Linked DNA regions of Bombyx mori: region 1 is linked to region 2. The links are chromatin contacts, called in public Hi-C maps. All regions are on one chromosome and are shown on one strand. The core of a region is the stretch at or near the end of the contact, and the rest is flanking DNA. Distances in the headings are between cores, read along the strand shown.

What was found. Hi-C and Micro-C count contacts between places; a contact is called where the count stands out from the background.
Region 1: a contact with region 2 is called in a Hi-C map of middle silk gland, with 2.1 times the contacts expected there. The contact joins two enhancer-like sites. A contact is called at or near these places in 2 of 7 Hi-C or Micro-C datasets (middle silk gland and whole pupa).

The regions. Positions count from the first base shown.
Region 1 is chr28:8,600,164-8,607,141 of ASM3026992v2, forward strand. LOC101745859 reads right to left here. Exons shown (of 10, transcript XM_004924320.5): 4 at 6,867-6,975; 5 at 5,332-5,554; 6 at 4,868-5,079; 7 at 3,751-3,863; 8 at 3,089-3,204; 9 at 2,474-2,593; 10 at 1-1,906. The coding sequence ends at 1,694. Among protein-coding and RNA genes, the nearest start is that of LOC101745859, 9.5 kb to the right of the region's middle. Within about 2 kb of position 5,443, at least 4 of the 8 cell types and tissues checked have open chromatin away from gene starts, as enhancers often do.
Region 2 is chr28:8,541,592-8,548,112 of ASM3026992v2, forward strand. It overlaps LOC101745709 (ATP-dependent RNA helicase DHX30), which reads left to right. Exons shown (of 21, transcript XM_062676812.1): 11 at 442-596; 12 at 1,149-1,312; 13 at 2,659-2,739; 14 at 3,167-3,239; 15 at 3,967-4,103; 16 at 5,441-5,629. Among protein-coding and RNA genes, the nearest start is that of LOC134201610, 11 kb to the left of the region's middle. Within about 2 kb of position 1,255, at least 2 of the 8 cell types and tissues checked have open chromatin away from gene starts, as enhancers often do.

The DNA of each region.
Region 1 (6,978 bases), core at 4,193-6,692, 63 kb after region 2:
CTGGCGCGGTCCCCGGGCGCAGTCCCACAGACAACGGCGGTACAAAAACTGAATACATCGAAAAAAAAAAACAAAAAAAAAACACCCTTAAAATCCTAAGTTAAGTTCGTCATACACTTGAGTTGCACGAAATTCATTATATTAAAAAAATAGTGTCGACCATTCCAATCATTAAATAATTTAATATTCACGTATCGAGAGCACGCCGCGGAGCTTTCACAGCTTTCTCGGAGACCGTCGACTTCAGCTTTCGGTGTGAGCTTATGCGTATCGGGTCGGCATTTTAATTTACATATTTGACTAGATCAATGTTTCGAATCAAAAAAACATCTAAGCGATATAGATACGATTTTAAATATACGAGTCTTCGTTTGGGCCTGTCTATAGATGCAGTAAAGCAAGTCCACGATGTTTCGGATGTGAAATACATTATTTTAAAAATATATAAAAAAAATTACGAGTAAAGTCACAGGACACGCCTAGTTTCCTAATAAAATACACTCTTTAATTATACTATATATAATAAAATTCGTAATATTATAATTTGTGCATCAGTTTTGAACGCAGAATCATTGGTGCGGGATACAAATTCGTTGAGGTCATATTTGCACAACGTAGAATAACAATGATGAAGCTCACACCGAAAACAATATTTGGCAAGTCACATTCAGACGACCGGCCATTACGATAATCCAAACAAAAGCACGTATTGTAATTAAAAAAAAAAAAAAAAACAAAAAAAAAAACACCGTGACACAAACAGCCTAATTAACCTACAATTAATATATTAATATTTCTCAAGTACAAATATATTATGGTCTCTTGTATGTCCCGCCTTAGTCTTTACGAATACACCTCTCGCTCACCTGAGAATCCATTATCATTATTGTACACAAGTTTTACATAAATAGCTGCGAACTTCGCATAATAAACTATGCCCGAAGCGAGATTCAAGACTTTTATAATACTTTAATTAATCTATCGAGGAACATTAAACAATTAATATTGTTTCAATAAAAGCGTACAATCGTTTTTTAATTGTGTGTACTTTAAATGCATTAATAATAATAAAAATTTTTTTAGAAATTGCTTAGCGGAGTTTCCTGTTTTTTTTTTCACATTTCTTTCATTCATTCTTTTTCTTCTCAATAAATATAATATCTTGATATGACATCGAAGATTGCAACAATCCCTCAAACGTTAAAAACATTAGGCTTACATATAAAGGCGATATACAACCATTATGCGTATTATTCAAAATAAAAGTGCGTCTCCTATACAATTCAATTTTGAAATTGTCATAGTTTTTGAGCAGAATAACATTAAACACCTATACAGCGGGTAGAAGATAATTTTTTTTTTAATAACGATATGCGATTCAATACAACGAATGTTAATTAAAAAAAAAAACAATTTTAAGTAAATTGTATTTTGTTTAAAAACGGAAATGGAATTTTAAAAAACGATCGCCGATACGTCATACTAGAGACGTCGGTTATCGTTTTAATTAATCGATACGGACGCGTGCTATCGATAATCGAGTGTTCGTTGTAAGGTTTATCGGACGCATTCGTATCGAGATGCAGCGGTTTCGGAAATCGATTTTATATTATCGATTAATTAGTTTGTAAGGTTTATCGTACGCATTCGTATCGAGAGGCAGCGGTTTCGAAAATCGATTTTATATTATCGATTAATTAATGGGTCCGGTGGCCAGGTAGTGGTACGGGTGTCTGTTCGGCACGAACCTCGCGTCGTACCTCTGGCTCTTGGCGTAGAGGTCGCCGCGGTTGACCTTGCGGTACTGGGCGCGGCGGCTCTTGTCTTGCTTGTCGGCTGGTTTGTTCGGAACTTTGGTCGCGTCCGGCTTAGGTTCCGGCTTTGGTTCGACGGCGGACGGGGTTCCCTGAGAAATTAGAGAACAAGCTACTTTAGATATTGAATACATCTGAATTGTATATTTTTACAGACACAGCTTAAAGCTAATGTTTTATTTAATACTCGGTATATAATCTAAAAACTTTTCAATTTTAGTGTAGACATGTAGAAAGTCACGTGTTTGGCATTGTATTGTATTATTGAAAGGACAGTTGCATTAACGAATCCTTCACGATACAGATTGTTAAAATAATTAAGACGAGTGGATAGGAAAATAAAGAGAATACTGCTTAGCTAAAATATAGTCTCATCTTGTCGAGGAGGCAGTCTGACGATTGTAGTATAAGAGACTATACTTGAGACTATACTATTGTAACTATACTTGAGACCTTAGAACTTATATCTCAAGGTGGGTGGCGCAATTACGTTGTAGATGTAAATGGGCTCCAGTAACCACTTAACACCAGGTGGGCTGTGAGCTCGTCCACCCATCTAAGCAATAAAAAAAATTAGCGAATGCGAAAACTTAATGAATTATGAAATTTAAAATAGTAGGGTCTTCAACGAAAACACAGCAATTATATTGAATGCACACCTCTTTGACTTCAGTGGACTGCTTCGGAGCTGCCTGGGTGGAGACACTCGGAGGGTTTGAGAGGTCCGGTGCTTGTTTGGATGGCGACGCTTGTTGGGAGGCGGGTTGAGATGCTTCACTCTGTAATAATAAGTCATTATTGTACAACAAAATGAACCTTCATGAGTAAACTTAACGCTGCATTATTTATCTTAATATTATATAAATCACGTATCACGTTGTTTGTCCGCGATGTACTCCTAAACTACTTAACCGATTTTAAATTAAATTTGCTCACCGTGTGCAGTTTGATCCAATTTAAAAGATAGGATGGTTTATATTAACGGTCGCAATATTTATTAATTAACAATAAAATAATTTCTTATGTTGATTTTTGTTATTAATTGTAAGTCTAAAACAGATGGCGCCTTAAATCAGTTTTACAGACAATTGTAATACTGTCTGACATAAGTATCTCATAAATGGCGCAGTGTTAAAAATACCAACGTTTCACTTAAGCTACAGTTTGATGGCATAAACACCACATGTTGCTGAGGCTAAAGTATAAGTGAAATTTATGAGTTTCATTCAAGAAGTTTCATTAAAAAAAAAAAAACATGTATGTGTCGGACTCACCCGCGCGTGGTGTGGCGCCAGCGCCACGGTGAGCGTGAGGTCGCACCACATGGCGCAGCGGGCCCGCCGCGCGCATGCGCACAGCTGCTTCACCGCCTCCGCCAGCTGCAGGATCGCTGCAACCAACACACACGCGGCTCATCACCTGGAACTTTACTAGGTCAGTAAGTATTGTAACGCCGGTAATAGTAACGCCATCGATCGCCGAATAGCCGAACGAACATCGAAGGATTCAGAATGTTCGAGAATTACAATGCTATCTGGGAATGAGTTGCTCGCTCCGGGCATTTCAATATTGCAATAATTGTTACGTTATAATACACATTGTAAATAAATATTAAAAAAAATCTAATCTCCTTGCATCATATTCCTCATTGTTGAGGGTCGTGACCACCCTTTTGTATCACCTTCGTACACACGATCTTTCTCCATCTATTCTTGTCTCTGGCGGTGTGGAGGGCGTTGTGAAACGTTTAAATCAAGAACGATGCGGATCTGGTCGGACCAACGTATTGGGCTGCGCTCCCGAGGACTTTTCGCATCTACCTTACCATAGTCACGATGAGCTTCTTGAGATTTCTACCATCCTTCCGTGCAAGGCTATCAGCATAGGTAGCGGGGTGTGCGCGGGGGCGGGGGTGTTGGGGGGCGGGGCTACTCACGGTCGGGGCGCGCGCGCTGCGGCTGGGCGAGCTCGCGGCGGCGCGCGGCCTGCACGCCTCCCACGGCGCTGCGCCACGCCACCATGGCGCTCTCCACCTCTCCGTGCGGCGCGCTGACACACAACACACACATTACTCGTCTCCTTATGCAGCTGCACTATGATACGTCAATGTATATTTGTGAGACAAAACTTTTTTTTTTATTGTCCTTGTACGCAGACGAGCATACGGCCCACCTGATGGTGAGTGGTTATCGTCGCCCATGCACTTCAGCAATGCCAGAGGCAGAGCCAAGCCGCTGCCTACCGCTTTGTACTCTCCACAAGCCTCGTTTGAAGAAGGACATGTCATAGCGCTCGGGAAGCACCGTGGAGGGGAGCTCATTCCATAGCCGGATGGTACGTGGCAAGAAAGACCTCTGGAAACGCACTGTGGATGACCGCAGTGGCTCCAGGTAGTATGGATGAACTTTACTCCGGTGGCGGGCGGTGCGATGGTAAAAACGAGATGAAAGTATCATCTCGAACAATTCTTCAGAGCACTCCCCATGGAATATACGATACAACTGATACTGTGAGGATAAAAATTGGCCAGATCAGTATGCTTAGTGCGCGTTTTTAACGTTCTCGATAGCGTTAAAGTCAGCTCATATTTGTATGGAATGGAATTGTTTGCGTACGTTTGCCGCTAGGGGCGCTGTTCCAACTGCATACAAAATTGGCTTAACTTTTACGATATCGAAAACGTTAAGAAACTCGAACTAAGCATACAGAACTTACATTTGTCAACCTAAGGAGATGCTGGATGTCAGTCTATGCTGTTGTATTTGCGGGATGACTAGAGACAGGGCGTACTGTGTGCCCCGCACTGATTAGTAATTTATTTTAAATAATTTAAATAATTTTAACGCTAGGCAGCGGCTTGGCTCTGCTCCTGGCATTGCTGAAGTCCATGGGCGACGTTAACCACTTACCATCAGGTGGCTGTATGCTCGTTTGCCTACAAGGGTAATAAAAAAAAAAGATCACAAAAATAAATCTATAAAAATCCATCACTTAAAATTTACTTCCAAAGTAAGCTTTGTTTTAAGTTTTCCTAAATAGCTCTCGAAACCTACATCTCAGCTAAATTCTTGATATCGTCTCTCCAAGTGGAGGGATCGAAGGTGGCCGGGTCGCAGCCGGTCTCCTTCTCCTTCTGCTTCTCACTGACCACGTTCTCTTGTCCCCTCTTCAACACCGTTATCTTTGTGTCGTCCGGTTTGTTCTTCTTGTGATTCGCACAAACGCTCGCTCTTAACGTTTCCATCTTGCCCATAAGCGTCAGCACCTGTAATTCGCCATTCGACTTAACTGATCAGCGTTGTTATGAAGTATACATTACGTGAGCACAAGGGTCTCCGGTCATCGTCCTCGTCGAACCCGTCGCTTGGGACGAAGGGCTCGTCGACCGAGAACGTCTAATGTGTTCTATCTCATTCTCTCGCCGGCTGAGTCCCATACATTTATGTGTTTGTGTCTCTATGGACTTATTTTTTCGTTTCATCGATCGTTTCAAGGGTCGACACATGAAGTCGCGTACCTTGGTGTGCTCCCGGAGCATGTCGACGGTGAGCCTGTCGACCCTGGTGGGGCAGGGCGGCAGGCGCGGCACGGGGATGGAGTTGGAGGAGGAGACGGCGCGGCCGGGGTAGGCGAGCGCCAGGCGGGCCTCCGTGCGCTTCCGCTCGCGCTCCAGCTGGCGCCACTGCTCGTAGCACGCCTCCAGCCGCGCGTGCAGCAGCGACGACGACGACGCGCCGCCCCTGCAACCACAACACTCAGCCAACTCAGATTCACATTTATTAGGGCGTGGACACATGTCTACGGCGCGGCGCCGTGTACTGTGCACCGCACCGGCACATGGCAGTAACCACCGTTTCCAATACAGTTTCTGTCTTAACATGGATCGCGAGACGTATTACTCTGCTCTTGTTGCTAATAAGACGAATGAAAAAAAACAGAATCAAAGAAAATATTGGGTGAATCCATACCTTTCTATAATGAACCATGACTGAGGTCATTTTAAGAGGAAATATGAAGCGCGATGCATGTTAAGACAGAAACTGTATTGGAAACGGTGGTTACTGCCATGTGCCGGTGCGGTGCACAGTACACGGCGCCGCTCCGTAACACGGTAGCAGGCGCCGCACTTTAGACATGTGTCCACGCCGTTACTTATAGGTTAAAGTCGTCGTGGCCTAAAGGATAAGACGTCCGGTGCATTCGTGTGTAGCGATGCAACGGGATTCGAATCCCGCAGGCGGGTACCAATTTTTCTGATGAAATACGTACTTAGCAACTGTTCGCGATTGACTTCCACGGTGAAGGAAGTCGTGTAACAAACAAATGGTGCGTGTACTTATGTACGCGTGTAAGAAGTTATTTTTATTAAATTTAAAAATACTTTATTTTTATTAAATTTATTTCTTTTTTTTTAAATATTAAATAATTAATAATAAATATTGAACGTTAATAATTTAATAATATTTAGTATGAATTATATTAAATAATAATTTTGTCATTTATATTACTAAAAAATTAATGCTAATAACACTTTATTTTTACGAGTGTACATGCGCGAAAGTTCACCTGGGGCTATATTCAGACTCGCCAAGTTACGTCGGTCGTATTGTAATGAGCGATTTAGTGGGCAACTTCATTCTGTTAATTTTGTGTCACGGTGCGCGCGCATCGTAAAATTTCACTCTCATCAATTTTTCATAACGTGCCTAAAGAAGTATAACTTCAAAAATCAAACCCGCAAAATTATAATTTGCGTAATTACTGGTGGTAGGACCTCTTGTGAGTCCGCACGGGTAGGTCGCACCACCCTGTCTTTTTCTACCGTGAGGCAGTAATGAGTATCATTTTGAAGGGCGGGGCAGACGTTGTAACTATACTTGAGATCTTCTTAACTTAACTTATATCTCAAGGTGAGTGGCAGCATTTACATTGTAGATGTCTATGGGATTCAGTAACTACTAAACCAAATAGTATGTGAGCTTATCCACTCATTTAAGCGATAAAAAGTTATGACACATTTTAAAATAACTTAAAATACAGTGGGCAAATTACCTCATATTTCTCATTGCGTAGAACGGTGCCAAAAGCGGTAAATCCAACATTGGTGATGGCAACACTGGAGGCGGGACGGATGGACTCGCGCCTAACAGGGCTCCGAGACCTG
Region 2 (6,521 bases), core at 5-2,504:
ATAATTTATGAAACTTTATTTATCGTAAATATTAGATAAAAAACAAAAAAAAAACAGAAAATCTAACCGAAATGAGAAAGTCGAGAAAATAAATTCAATTTTAGAAAGACCTGGCGGGCCGCGTGTTGCTCATCCCTGCTTTAGGTCACGACGACTTCAAAATGTATTTATATATTTTTTTTATTGCTTAGTTGAGTCTACGAGCTCACAGCCCACCTGGTTTTAAGTGGTTACTGGAGGCCATAGACATCGATAACGTAAATGCGTCACCCACCTTGAGATAAGTTCTCAGGTCTCAGTATAGTTACAACGGCTGCCCCACCCTTCAAACCGAAACGCATTACTGCTTCACGTCAGAAATAGGTGGAGTGGTGGTACCTACCCACGCGGACTCACAAGAGGTCCTACCACCAGTAATGATAACTTCATTTGTTCGAACAGATAGCCGAAGTGATAAAAGCGATCGACAGAACGCAAGAGGAAGGTGCGATTTTAGTGTTCCTCCCGGGCTGGGCCGAGATAAAATATACGATGCAGATATTAGAAGAGCACTATCGAGGCTCGGACTTGCATATGCTCGTGCCTGTTCATTCCAGGTGAGGCACGACACGACACGACACGACACAGCACGACACGACACACCACAACACGTCACACCAATACACAACAAAACATGACAAACCACGACACGCCACGACACACCACGACACGCCACGCCACGCCACGCCACGCCACGCCACGCCACACCACACCACGCCGCACCGATACAAGACACAACACGACATTCACAAATCAATGTTAATTTAGATCTCATTATTGAGTTTTCCCGATGGGGCCATTGCGAACTGTTGCCTTTTCCGATTTTTAAGTTGTTCGAACAGTACACATTAAATACACGTAAAGAAAACCTTTATACCTTTATTATTTAAAACACTTTAAATTTTCAAAAGGATTTTTCTTCAGTGTCATTCAGTAAAAAAGAGCGTTCAGTTTTGTTTTCGACTACTGGGGGACCACTAGTAATAAATTTGTACTACTGGGGGACCACTACTAAGAAATTTTGACTACTAGGGGACTACTAGTAATTCATTGCGACTACTGTTGGACCATTAGTAGTAATAAGTAATGAAGTGGTCGTTATGGTGTAGACTGTCGGCGTTGGAGCAGGCGCGCATATTCTCGGCGGCGGCGGCGGGCGTGCGGCGCGTGCTGCTGGCGACCAACGTGGCGGAGACGTCGCTGACGGTGCCGGACGTCACGCACGTGCTGGACACCGGCGCGCACCGGGAGAACACCACCGACCAGAGCGCGGGTCTGTACTGACCTCAGTGTTTTTTTTTATTGCTTATGTGTGTGGACGAGCTCACAGCCCACCCGGTATTAAGTGGTTACTGGAACTCATAAACATCTACAATGTAAATGCGCCACACACCTTGAGATATAAGTTCTAAGGTCTCAGTATAGTCACAACGGCTGCCCCACCCTTCAAACCGAAACGCATTGCTGCTTCGCGGCAGAAATAGGCGGGGGGTGGTACCTACCCGTGCAGACTCACAAGAGAGGTCCTACCACCAGTAGTTACGCAAATTAAAATTTTGCGTGTTTGATTTTTATTGCACGATGTTATTCCTTCACCGTGGAAGTCAATCGTGAACATTTGTTGAGTACGGTCATAATCCTCTTCTTCTTAGTCGCATACTTCATTGCTGAAGGTCGTGTCCCTGAAAGCCCTTCGTGGCTCTTTGTACCATCAGCTTCCATTTCCTTCGGTTTTCGGCTTCTCTCAGGGCGGTCGCAACTGAGAGTCCAGTGAGCACAGTTATCTGATCTGACCAACGGTTTGGTGGCCGGCCGCCGGGTCTTTTCCCTTCTACCTTGCCGGCCACAGTCAATTTTTCAAGGTTATTTGGTGGCCGCCATACTCATCTATCATATACCATTACTTCGCTCACTCCCCACTTACACATATCGTCTTTCACGCAATCCATCCATTTCTACTTAGGTCTACCTCTTCCTCTATATCCTTCCACATTCATAGTTAACACTCTCTTACCAACCTCATTTTCATTTCGTCTCATCACATGTCCATACCATCCCAAACGCACACTTCTCAGCTTCTCTGTCACAGGTGACACTTTCAGACTTCCTCTAACATATTCATTCCTTACAGTGTTCCTTATTGTACCTTATTGGCAGATAGCGACTTGACTGTGCCGCTGGTATTACGGTAACAGCTTGCCATCAGACGGGCAGTGTGTTCGTCTGCCAATCAACGCAACAAAAAATAGTTTAACTTCAGTGTTGCCTTATGTGATTTTAACTTCAGAGTTGCCTTAATTGATTGTAATTTCAGTGTTGCTTTATCTGATTTTAAATTCAGTGCTGCCTTAATTGATTGTAATTTCAGTTTTGCCCTATTTGATTTTAACTTCAGTGTTGCCTTACTTAATTTTAAATTCAGTGTTTGTTGCCTTATTTGATTTTAGCTTTAGTGTTGCCTTATGTAATTTTAACTTCAGTGTTGCCTTATTTAATTTTAATTTCAGTGTTGCCTAATTGGATTATACTACTACTGTAGTTAAAACTTCAGTTTCAGGGTACATTTAGTGCGTCAGTTTACAGTTGACTGTGGAGTGACATAGCTACATTTGGCTGCAGGTACATTATGTCTGGAGACGGCGTGGGTGTCGCAGGCCGCCGCCAAGCAGAGGTGCGGACGAGCCGGGAGAGTGCGAGCGGGTATATTGATTACTTAAATTAATTTGTCGTTTAAATAAATATGGCTATGGAATTCCGGCTATGGAATGAGCTCCCCTCCACGGTGTTTCCCGAGCACTATGTCATGTCCTTCTTCAAACGAGGCTTGTGGAGAGTATTAAGCGGTAGGCAGCGGCTTGGCTCTGCCCCTGGCATTGCTGAACTCCATGGGCGACGGTAACCACTCACCATCAGGTGGGCCGTATGCTCGTCTGCCTACAAGTGCAACAAAAAAAAAAATCCTCGTCGATGTATCCGCGTCTAGGAAGCACACGGGGTTATATAGGATTTTATGGATCTCGCTAACGACATTTTCAAGATAAGCTTGCGTGTATACAAGTTTCGAACAACAACATTCGGCCCCCCGCCCCCCGGTCCCCCCGGCAAGTAACACGCGCGCGTGTTGCAGGTCACTGCTACAAGCTGTACACGAGGCAGAAGGAGCAGGAGTTCCGGCCGCACTCCACCCCCGAGATACTGAGGTGAGTGACTCACCCCACCCTGCCGCGTACTGCTCCAGTGATGCTCTATTTCACTCGAGAGGTTTTCTTTTTTTCCTACCTATTCTATTGATCTCGAGGGGTCACACTAGGTTTACGGAGCGAAGTCGTCGTGGCCTAAAAAATCAAGACGTCCTGTGCATTCGTGTTGAGCGGTGCACCGGTGTTCGAATCCCGCAGGCGGGTACTAATTTTTGTGATGAAATACGTACTTTACAGATGTTCACGATTGACTTCCACGGTGAAGGAATAGCATCGTGTAATAAAAATTAGAACAGCAAAATTATAATTTGCGTAATTACTGAGGGTAAGACGTCTCGTGAGTCCGCGCAGGTACCACCACCCGGCCTATTTCTGCCGTGAAGCAGTAATGTGTTTCGGTTTGATGGGTGGGGCAGCCGTTACTGGGGTCTATGGGATCTTCTTATCGTATCCGATAACTACTCAACACCAGGTGGGCCGTGACCTCGTCCACCTATCTAAGCCATAAAGCCATAGGTGCTGAGTGGTTACTGGAGCCCATAGACATCTACAATGCGCCACCACTGTGAGATATGAGTTCTAAGGTCTCAGTATAGTTACAACGGCTGCCCCGCCCTTCAAACCGAAACGCATTACTGCTTCACGGCAGAAACAGGCAGGGCGGTGGTACCTGCCCGCGCGGACTCACTGTGCTGTTCAGAGTTACAGTAGAGCGGTGTGTCGGCAGGGTGCCGCTGGTGCAGACGGTGCTGGACTGCAAGTCGTACGCTCCGGACGACAGGATCGAGGACTTCCTGTCGCAGCTGCCGGAGCCCCCCGGCTCGGACGCTATCGACTTCGCCGTCAACGACCTCGTGGAGATTGGTATGAATGATTTATTTTTAATACGCTTTTATTAGTTTCTGACGTGTGACGTATGCATGTGAATGTTTGTAACGGAATCTTTGAACATGATTTTGACCCCCTTTAAAACGTCGGATTAACTCGAAATTTGGTATACTTATTAAGAACCGACGACAATTCAATTATAAAAAATTTAAATTAACTAAAAAATGAAAAATAAATAATAGTTTAAAGAAACAAACAAAATACGCTTTTATAGAAAATCCAACTAAAAATAGAAAATAACTTTAAATAAATTTAAAAATAAAGTCATTTTTTCTTTCACTATTTTTAATTCAAGTTTATTACAATTTATTTTCCATTTTTTAGTTGGATTTTCTATAAAAACGTATTCTGTTAGTTTCTTTAAACTATTATTTATTATTCATTTTTAAAGCCTACACTACACTACGGATGACCGGTTTAGGTAGTTTTCGTCTATATACACAATATTCATAAATATAAATTCTATTATTAATAAAAAAATATAAATAAATAAATAAACACAGAAATGTGCAAAAATAAAAACATTACAAAAAATGTTTGTATATGTATGTATTAAAAGAATGGTGCACGTGAGAGAAGTGAAACTTCTTTTGCGGTGTTTTTTTTTTATTGCCTTTATAGGCAGACGAGCGTACGGCCCACCTGATGGTAAGTGGTTACCGTCGCCCATGGACTTCAGCAATGCCAGGAGCAGAGCCAAGCCGCTGCCAAGTGCTGCCGTGTGAAGTATTGTGGTTTTCATTCATTTCATAATTTTTCATTCTTATATCGAATTTCTCTTGTAATAGAGAATGCTGTGTATAAGTGAAATGACGGTGCTTTTAGGTACTTCAAGCACCGGTCACCGTTCTCGTCGAACCCGTCGCTTGCGACGAAGGGCTCGACGAGTAAATTAACTCACAGACACAGCCCACTGAGTTTCTCGCCGGATCTTCTCAGTGGGTCGCGTTTCCGATCCGGTGGTAGATTCTGCGAAGCACGACTCTTGCTAGGGTTCGTGTTAGCAACATCGTCAGGTTTGAGCCCGTGAGCTCACCTACTAAAGTTAGGGTTACGCTGACATAGCCGCTAGGGCTATCAGCTTAGGTATGAAAAAATAAAAAGTGAAATGACCTAGCTCGCTTTGTCCGGTTTCTCCACGGTCGAGTAGTTCGCGAGACACTCTATTCTCTCTCTCACTCGTGCTCGTCCTAAATTGTATCTTTTCTCTCTAGCCGTAACGAATCCGACGCTAGTTAAGTTTTACTCCTGTGGCTAAAGAAGTTTTACTTCCAAAAAAAAAACAATTAAAATTTTGATGTTATTCGACAAAGGTGCTCTAACTAGCCGGCAACAGCTGACTCGTCTCGGCGGGCTGTTGTGCGGCCTGGCGCTGTCGCCGCGGGTCGCCGTCTGCCTGCTACACTCGGTGGCCATTGGCAATGTCATTGCCGCCGCCACGATCGCCACGCACGTCAGCGACAACCTGCAGCTGTTCCACGACGTTGCTCAACGCAAGGCAGGTGGGTTCAGACCAGGTCGCTGAGCCGAAGGTCGGTTACTGGCGGTAGGTACACTTATTGGCGGCGTTGGCGGGGCTGAGGACCCGTAGAGCTAGGAACTGTCCAACGACCAGGGCGATTGCGCTTTTAAACGAAAATCTGTCCGAAATCCAGGATGCTGACGTGTTTGCCGATAATTGGGGTATACTTTTTTTCCAAAATAATGGTATTTTTAGCATAATAATAGTACTTAATAATTTTAATAATGTTTTTTGTGTTAAGGAATTAGGCGTTTTGGTGCAAACTGTAAGCCTGACTTTAAATTGAATGGAATAAATGAATAAATAAAGATAAAGTAGCTCCGCCCTTCAAGGCGTAGTCTCCTGCGAGGAATTCGGGAAGGTGGAGGACCTTGGCCCTCCTCGTCTCCCTCTTCCTATCGGGAGGTGTCGGAGTCCGACATAACCCGATTCGTTACACCCCCCGCCGGACCGGGTATCCGTAAAAGGATTCCCCAGTCCTTCGAATCTGTCCGATTGCGCTGAACTAATTTTAAGTGAATTAACTTTTACGCTATCGAGAGCGTTAAGAAACTCGCACTAAGCACACAGTACTACGTTTTCCAGTTTGCGGTCTCCACTCAAGAACGCGCTTACCCCAACGGTTACCGGTTGTCCGGCTAATATGGCCAGCCCATTGCCACTTCAGCTTACTAATCCAATTTTTTTTTATTGCTTAGATCGGTGGACGAGCTCACACCTGGTATTAAGTGGTTACTGGAGCCCATAGACATCTACAACGTAAATGCGCCACCCACCTTGAGATATAAGTTCTAAGGTCTCAGTATAGTTACAACGGCTACCCCACCCTTCGAACCGAAACGCACTATTGCTTCACGGCGGAAATAGGCAGG